Regions from separate parts of the Zea mays genome. Here region 1 is linked to region 2. The links are chromatin contacts, called in public Hi-C maps. All regions are on one chromosome and are shown on one strand. Each heading gives the region's core, a stretch centred on a gene start, on an enhancer-like site or on the middle of the called end of the contact. The rest is flanking DNA. Distances are from core to core; before and after follow the strand shown.

What was found. Hi-C and Micro-C count contacts between places; a contact is called where the count stands out from the background.
Region 1: a contact with region 2 is called in a Hi-C map of leaf, with 5 times the contacts expected there. The contact joins the promoter of LOC103648096 here to the promoter of LOC100501097 in region 2. A contact is called at or near these places in 4 of 25 Hi-C or Micro-C datasets (bundle sheath, leaf, seedling and 1 more).

What each region holds. Positions count from the first base shown.
Region 1 is chr2:233,433,377-233,437,190 of Zm-B73-REFERENCE-NAM-5.0, forward strand. It overlaps LOC103648096, which reads left to right and starts at 1,611. Exons shown (of 2, transcript XM_008672600.4): 1 at 1,611-3,814. The coding sequence starts at 3,294. LOC103648097 reads left to right here. Exons shown (of 20, transcript XM_008672603.3): 1 at 1-141; 2 at 1,069-1,318; 3 at 1,414-1,523; 4 at 1,611-1,745.
Region 2 is chr2:233,161,310-233,165,202 of Zm-B73-REFERENCE-NAM-5.0, forward strand. It overlaps LOC100501097, which reads left to right and starts at 1,884. Exons shown (of 5, transcript XM_008670297.4): 1 at 1,884-3,134; 2 at 3,288-3,893. The coding sequence starts at 3,004.

The DNA.
Region 1 (3,814 bases), core at 361-2,860, 270 kb after region 2:
TGGACCCTCCCCCCGCACGACGGCCAGGGGGGTGGCGGGGGAAAGAGCATCCCTATGGGGTGCCACGTGGCGGCGGATCGCGGCCGCCGCCGGTCCCAGGAGGACCGTGCCGTCTGTGCCCTCGGCATCCGCATCCCCTTCGTAGGTACCTCCCAACTTTACAACGTGATCTGGATGCTTCAGTCTCTAGTGCTCAAATCAGCCAGTGAGTTGGATGGATTTTGTGAACTGAATTGGGGTTTCTGGATCGTTGTTTTAGCCTACTAGTCTATTGCCGCACTACACAGTTAGCACCAAGCTAGCGATATAGGCCGAAATGGTCTTCTGGAGTTATAGTTTAGGCTATAGTCCAGTGTGCCTGTATTTGCCTTATGTTGCTTGACATCTTATTTGAAGGGGTTGATAAGATGGAAAGCACCGAAGTCCAAACTGGACGCTGATTCCAGATAGTAACACCAGGAACATTCTGGAGGTTTACTGTTCAAAGATACACACCATAAGCTGGGTGTCAATCGTAACACTGTGAATTTGCTGGAGGTATTGTAGTGAAATGCACCATATATTTTATTTCGTCAATCTGAATTAGTTGTTAAAACATCTTATGCATACCAGTCTACCGCAGAGATTACATACTTCTGGTTGTGCAATGGTAATGACTGATGAGTTCCACTTGGGATGACATATGGCTGCTGCTGTTTTTTCTCTCTCGCACACACAAGAGACTTACACATATATTAAGGAAAAAAGGTGTTTAGAACCCGTACATGCCCAACATACTCACAAGCTTTACATTGAACACACACTCGTCTTTAGAAACAAAAAAACACATCACCTTGACCTAGAGATAACGGCCTCTAGTTGGCGCAAGGGCAGCTAGGTGATTCATACCTTGGGCCCCGGCCATGCTACATATGGCTGTTGCGTGCTCAATTAATAGTTCAATATAATGTTATTTCTCAATTCTCAAAAGCATTTTAGGTTGCTCTGATTGAATTCTTTACTCCATGCACTCTATTTGTTTGTAGTTTGTCTACAATTTATCTTAGCTAACTGACTAACATAATACAGAGAACATGAGAATTAAGGAGGTTGATGTGGGAGTGGTGGCAATATTTGACGGTCATAATGGAGCTGAGGCTAGTGAGATGGCTTCTAAGCTTTTTCTGGATTACTTCTTGCTCCATGTTTATTTTCTTCTCGATGGCATACACTCTCTGCGGTTCAGAAAATCTACTGGGAAACTGACATATAGGGAAGTTACTATTTTTAACAATGTATTTAATCTGTACAAGCATGGCCAATCCGACCATGCAGAGAGGTATGTCTTCCTGTTCAGTTTTTATACGCCATTTTTCGTTCATATGTTGCTTAATTGTTCATGTGTTACAACTTTCTCACTGATAAAAAATGCAGGTCATGTTGGGCATCACCAGCCATTCTAGACCGGTCATTTCATACGGAAATTCTGAAGGAATCACTAATGAGGGCAGTTCATGATATTGATTTAACATTCTCCAAGGAGGGTTTCATGTTTCACCTGTATAATTAAATTTTGTAACATTATATTCATACGTCAAAAAATGATTCTTCTTTGTGTTCAATGCAGGAAGCATTACAGAACAATTTTGAATCTGGTTCAACAGCGACCGTGGTCTTGATAGCTGATGGACAAATTATATCTGCCAATGTTGGAGATTCAAAAGCTTTTCTGTGCTCCGAAGGATATAATCTGCACCATCGAAATAGTTACGTTTCATTCTTCAGTTTTTTAGATTTCAGATGTACCAGCCTAGTTGAATATTGAAAAACCCTCGACCTGCGGGGGGTAAGACAGCCCCCAAACATTATATTAAGAAGAAGACCTTCTCATAGAGGTCGAGAAAACCCCTGAAATCCTGCCCCACCCATACACAACGGCACCATAGCCCATGTGAGAAACGACCGCGACTGGGACTGAGCCTTAGACTGTGCTTTGGCTTGGGACAAACAAGGGGATTTTTTTAACCACGACTTGGAATTCGCTCCCATGGGGAGTCGAGCTCAGGACAGTTAGAGGCCCTTTTGCCTAGTTGAATATTGAGTCACCTCTACTAGATGGTGTTAAGGCCCATAAGGCCCATATGCCTATATATATGCTACAGTACCTGAGGGGGCTCTCACCTCACCTAATCCAGGTTAGTCACATGGTATCAGAGGAGGTTAGGGTTAGGGTTTATGTCTAAACTCGATCCGGATCCAAATTTTTGGCGCCGTCGCTGTGCTGCCATCTCGTCCAGCTCTCCGGCCTGCCGTCGCGGCCACCTCTTCCCTCCTCTGCCGCCGTCGTGCGGTCTTCCCCATCCCCCATCCCGCAGCCCTCTGCCGGATCTAGGCCTGCGCCGTCCGCCGCCAGGGCGGGATCTCCGCCGCGTAGTCCGTCGCCAGACCTGCGCCGTTCGCTGCCAGAGGAACTCGGTCGCCGCTCTCTCCTTCACCGTCCGCCGCCAGGGGCCGCGCGTCCTCAGCCGGCGCCGTCCGCCGCGGCCTTCCAGTGGCAGAGCGCCATCGATCTGTGGCCAGGGATCTCGCCGTCCTCGCCGTCCTCTGCCAGGGGCAGAGCGCCGTCGATCTGCGGCCACCGGATCTCGGCCTGCGCAAGTTCTGCGGATCTGCTCTGCCGGAAATTGGCGCATCTCGCCGTCCTCTGCCAGGGACCGGATCTCGGCCTGCGCAGTCCGCTGCTAGGGACAAGTTCCGCGGATCCGCTGCTCTGTTGGAAATCTGCACCGGCCGTCGCTGTTGCGGACAGGGCCGCGGATCTGCGACGTCACTGCTCCCGCCAGCCGCTGTTCAACTCGGCTTCCGCGCCCAGGACCCCCGTCAACTCGTCCAAGTCGGGTTGCTCTGGTTTGTTTGGTCTCAGGTCTCCTGTTCTCCCTGGTTTTTGATTCAATTCAATATGGCGACAAAAGCTATTGTTGTCAATATCACTCTTGATGGTCAAAATTATCCGGAGTGGGCTTTCTGTGTTGAGACTGCACTCCCGGGACATGGATTACTCTTCCATTTGACTGATGCGGCACCTGTTCTTGCTGATGATCGTCGCAATGTTGCTGATATCAAAACGTGGCAGCTTAATGATGGTAAAGTGATGGCTGCTATGGTGAACAACGTCAAACCGTCTATGATTATGAGTTTGTCTAAATTCAAAACTGTTAAAGCCATCTGGTCTCATTTGAAGGAGCGTTTTGTTCAGGACAGTGGTGCTCTATTACACACTCTCATGCAGCAGACATGTTATTGAGCAAAATGATATGAGTATTGATGAGTACTACTCAACCTTTGATCGCCTGATGAGTGCTTTGACATCAATGGTGCCTGCTTGTACCGCTGATCCGTGTCCGGCTCATAAGTTTATTGAGAAGTTCTTCACTTACAGATTTGTTATGGGCGTTCGGGCCGAGTTTGATTCTCTTCGTGCTCATTTACTTCAGGGTTCTGACACTCTCACAATGGCTAAGGCGTTGTCTGATTTACTTGCTGAAGAGACTCGTCTTAATTCTCTGTTCTCTACTGGTGGTAATCCTCACAGTGTGTTGGCTGCTGCCCAGAAACCTAAGAATATTTTTAAGCCTTGTGATCATTGTGGCAAGACCAATCATCGATCTGAGCTTTGCTTTGTCAAGTTCCCTGATAAGTTGACTGATTTCCGTGCACGACGTGCTGCTCGTGGTCGTGGTCCAGGACCATCTAATAGAGGCTCAGTTGCTGTTGCTGCCACTTCGTCCGCCTGTACTTCAGAGTCGGCCTGGGTACTTGATTCAGGAGCTTCCTT
Region 2 (3,893 bases), core at 634-3,133:
CAGTGAGAGAGGTTGACAGGGAGCCGTTGGAGACAATCCAAAAATGACTTGGTGCTTTCGTCACCCTCGTCAAAATCGCTCAGGATAACCATGATGCAGCCTCCAGAAATGTCGCCGTATCCTTTTTGGACACGCGCTGGGTGTGGTGCTGTCTTTTATTAGGCGATTGAGATACTATCTCCTCGCCGAGGAAAAAGCATCGATACTTTTCAGTGGCGGGTGGTCTAGAACAAGAATATTGGCAGCCCTTTTTTGTTAGCCTGAATACGTACAGCTAGCGAGAAGACATGGCCGATTATGCCCTTTTTTTTAAATGTTTAACCTTTTGGGACATGCTACGAAAATGATTTCCTTTTTTTATGGACGGAGATTTATCAAATGAGCTATGATTTATTTACGCATGCACATGTAGTTCCCCTTCACGCCTTATATTATTCCGCTTGGATGGAAATATACTTGGACGCAACTTTCTCTCTTAGAGCAATTATAATATGGTGATATAGATATGCTACAAAAGATGACATATTAGATATGTTAGATTTATAGCAACGTGGGAAAAATACATAATGTGTTTGGTTTGTGGAGTCGTCCAATGCTTCATGAGGTGATGCATCATAAGTTAATTCCATCAATTTTGGTGGAATCAACACACTCCTCGTATATATACTAATTATTAGCTTATAAGAAATGAGACGATAATTGATCAACTCATTCTATTTTTCAAACCAGATAAAAATATGAGGAGTGAGAAGAAGATGGGTCACTCCATTTCTCTAACCAAACGTTAAGAAAACTTGCTGCTCACTGGTAGGAAGAAATGAAGCAAATATGAAATATATAGCTTCTATCATGGAAGGTCTATGTATTATATATCATATATATATCCACGCTAAATTATTAAAGGACGGCCCTTTTTTTAAAAGTCACATACAGTAGAAAATGTACCAAAAGCGGGGCACGCAGAGACAGTGACGTGTGCAGGGGCAACAGCAATATCCATCGGGATTCAGGGGGTGTTTGGTTACACCCCGCTAAAATTTAGCCCCTGTCTAATCGAATGTTTGAACCTCCGTTCCGGGTATTAAATGTAGTCGGATTATAAAACTAATTTGTCAGCCGAAGATTAAAAAACGAGACGAATCTAGTCCAGTTGGTTGGGTCTATATTTCATACTCCTATTTAAAAGTCAAACGCTTGATGTGACCCGGACTAAAATTTAGCAGGAGCAACCAAACACCCCCTCAGACTGCCCCTTTTTTTACCGTTGACCATGTGAAAACGTCTGTGTTGAACTGTTGATCAAGTCAGACAGTGTGTTTGGTTGCTCCTGCTAAAGTTAAGCCCGGATCACATCAATCGTTTGACTTTTAAATAGGAGTATGAAATATAGACCCAACCAACTGGACTAGATTCGTCTCGTCTTTTAATCTTCGGCTGACAAATTAGTTTTATAATCCGACTACATTTAATACCCGGAACGGAGGTTCAAACATTCGATGGGACATGAGCTAAATTTTAGCCGGGTGTAACCAAACAAACTCTAGTCAGATTCTACCGCCAGTTGCGGTTGCCTCACTTGCCTGCTAGCACATGTGCTGCTATCCTATGCACAAGGCAAAGGTACATGTGCCGTCTGAGCTGCCGTACGTTCTCATCCGTGCAGCGTCCCACCAGATACATGAAATAAAAAAAACGTACCCAATTACAAATCCCCCCTCCGTCGCCGGCAGACGAAACCGAACTGGAAATCGCCGATGCCGGCCGTTCACGCGCGCGCCGGCCTCGTGCACTCACGGCCACGTATACAACAGCAATAAAAACCACTGCCTGCCGTGCCGAAGGAAGGAGGAGGGAAAACCACTTAACTCTTTGCGTCGCGGGCAAACGCGCCATTGGGTGGACGACACTGCTCTGGTGGAGCTGTGGGCCTGTGGCTGGCCTGGACCAGCGGCGCAGGCACTACGGCCGGCTCCGGCCCCAGTGACGCCGCACGACGCCATCGCGCGCACCACCACCAGCCCACGGCACCGCCCGCGAGCGCGAGGAGAGAGGACGCGCACGCGGCAGCGGCTGGGGCTGGGGCCCTACGAGACTACGTCGCTACGACCACACGGGACGGGACTCCGAAGCGATTAGCCGCGTGCTTTGTCCGCCGCCCTGGATTATTAGCACGGGAGCTCCCGCGCACCGGCAAGAGACGGGAGGTAGGAGGAGAGTAGATCGATAAAGCGCGGCCTCTTTCTTTCCCATCTTTCCTCACCAGAAAAGCCGAGCGGAGCGAGACCAGACCAGTGTGAGAGAGAGAGCGGGGTCACAGCAGCGCCCAGCGGCCGCAGCACAAAAGCGTTCGTCGGGGGCTTTGGATTCCCAGGAATTCCGTTCCAAAGCAGCCGAATCGCGGGACCCCGCCTGCTCGCTCCTCTTCTTCCCTCCAACCGCCCCCCCCTCCCCTCCTCCTCCCGCCGCCGCAGCGAGAGCCGAGAGCGGAGCGAGCAAATCTTGGCGTTTCGCGCCCGCTCTCGCAGTCTCCGGGCGGGGGCCGCCTGGCGGAGTGGTTACTTCCCCGCTGGCTTCTTGCTGCGCCCCGCCATTAAAGCCGGCGCATTTGGGTTTCTCTCTCCACCTCTCTCTATCCGCCCCCCACCGCGCTCTCGCCCTCCCTCTCCCTCTCTAGCGGTAGATTGGTGCTGTTCCCCCCTAATCGGTCGGCGGTTGGGGGCCGGGTTCCGACGTCTGCCCGGGAGCTCGACCGGGCCTCCGATCCGGGCTCCCAAGCCGCCGCCTCCCGGGGCGCCCCTCCGGAATTCTTGCTTTCTCGGGCTCCGAATCTCGCCGCCTGTCGTCGCCAGCGGCTGGCGCGGGGGCTTGGTTCCCGGCGTTTCATTGCGAATTCGGGGGCGATCTGGGGCCCCTGGTCTGGATGGCGAGGATTTGAGTGGATTCGAGACGAACAAGTGGAGGTGGAGCCCTGATCTGGGTGGCGCCCCCGCCGTGGTATGTGCCATGAGGAAGCTCTTCTTCTCCGAGTCGGCCTGCAAAGAGACCAAGCTTCACTCCGCGCCCCACTCATGGCTGCCCCTCGAGAGGGGGAAGCTCTCCAAGTTCTCCGGCCATGCCGCCGCCGGCTCCTCCATGTAAGCTCCATCCTGGTCGCTTGTTTCCAGTCTCCAAGTTCGTTTATGCTTGAATTGTGTGGCGCGCAAGACTCGGTCTTTTAGGCACCGGTGTTGATTTGGTTGTGCAAAGTTGGCCGGTCGAGATGTTCATCCTCATTTTGTCCGTCGCAGAGAGTCCTTGATGAAGATGCCAGAGCCGGCTGTGCTTCCGCACTTCAAGCCCGCGGACTATGTCGACGTACTGGCTCAGATACACGAGGAGCTGGAGTCCTGCCCCCCTGACGACAAGTCCTCCCTGTACCTCCTCCAGTATCAGGTCTTCCGTGGCCTCGGCGAGGCCAAGCTGTCTCGGAGGAGCCTCCAGTCTGCGTGGGAGAAGGGGAGCACCATACACGAGAAGCTCATCTTCGGGGCATGGCTCAAGTACGAGAAGAAAGGGGAGGAGGCCATCTCCGACCTGCTCAGCTCGTGCAGCAAGTGCTTGCAGGAGTTCAGGCTGCTGGATTTCGTGTTGCAGGTCTCCACTGGGTCACATGTGATAAACTACGATGGTGATGATGATGAGTTTCGGGGTTCTGCGGTGGTTCATTTCCGGATAAGAGATGATATGGTTGCGTGCGATCGTCGGAAGCTCGCGGCGCTGTCAACTCCACTGTATGCAATGCTTAACGGTGGATTTAGGGAATCATATCTAGAGGTCATTGACATGTCTAGAAATGGTATCTCCCCTATTGGCATGAGGGCAATCAGTAAATTCAGCCTATCAGGAAGACTACC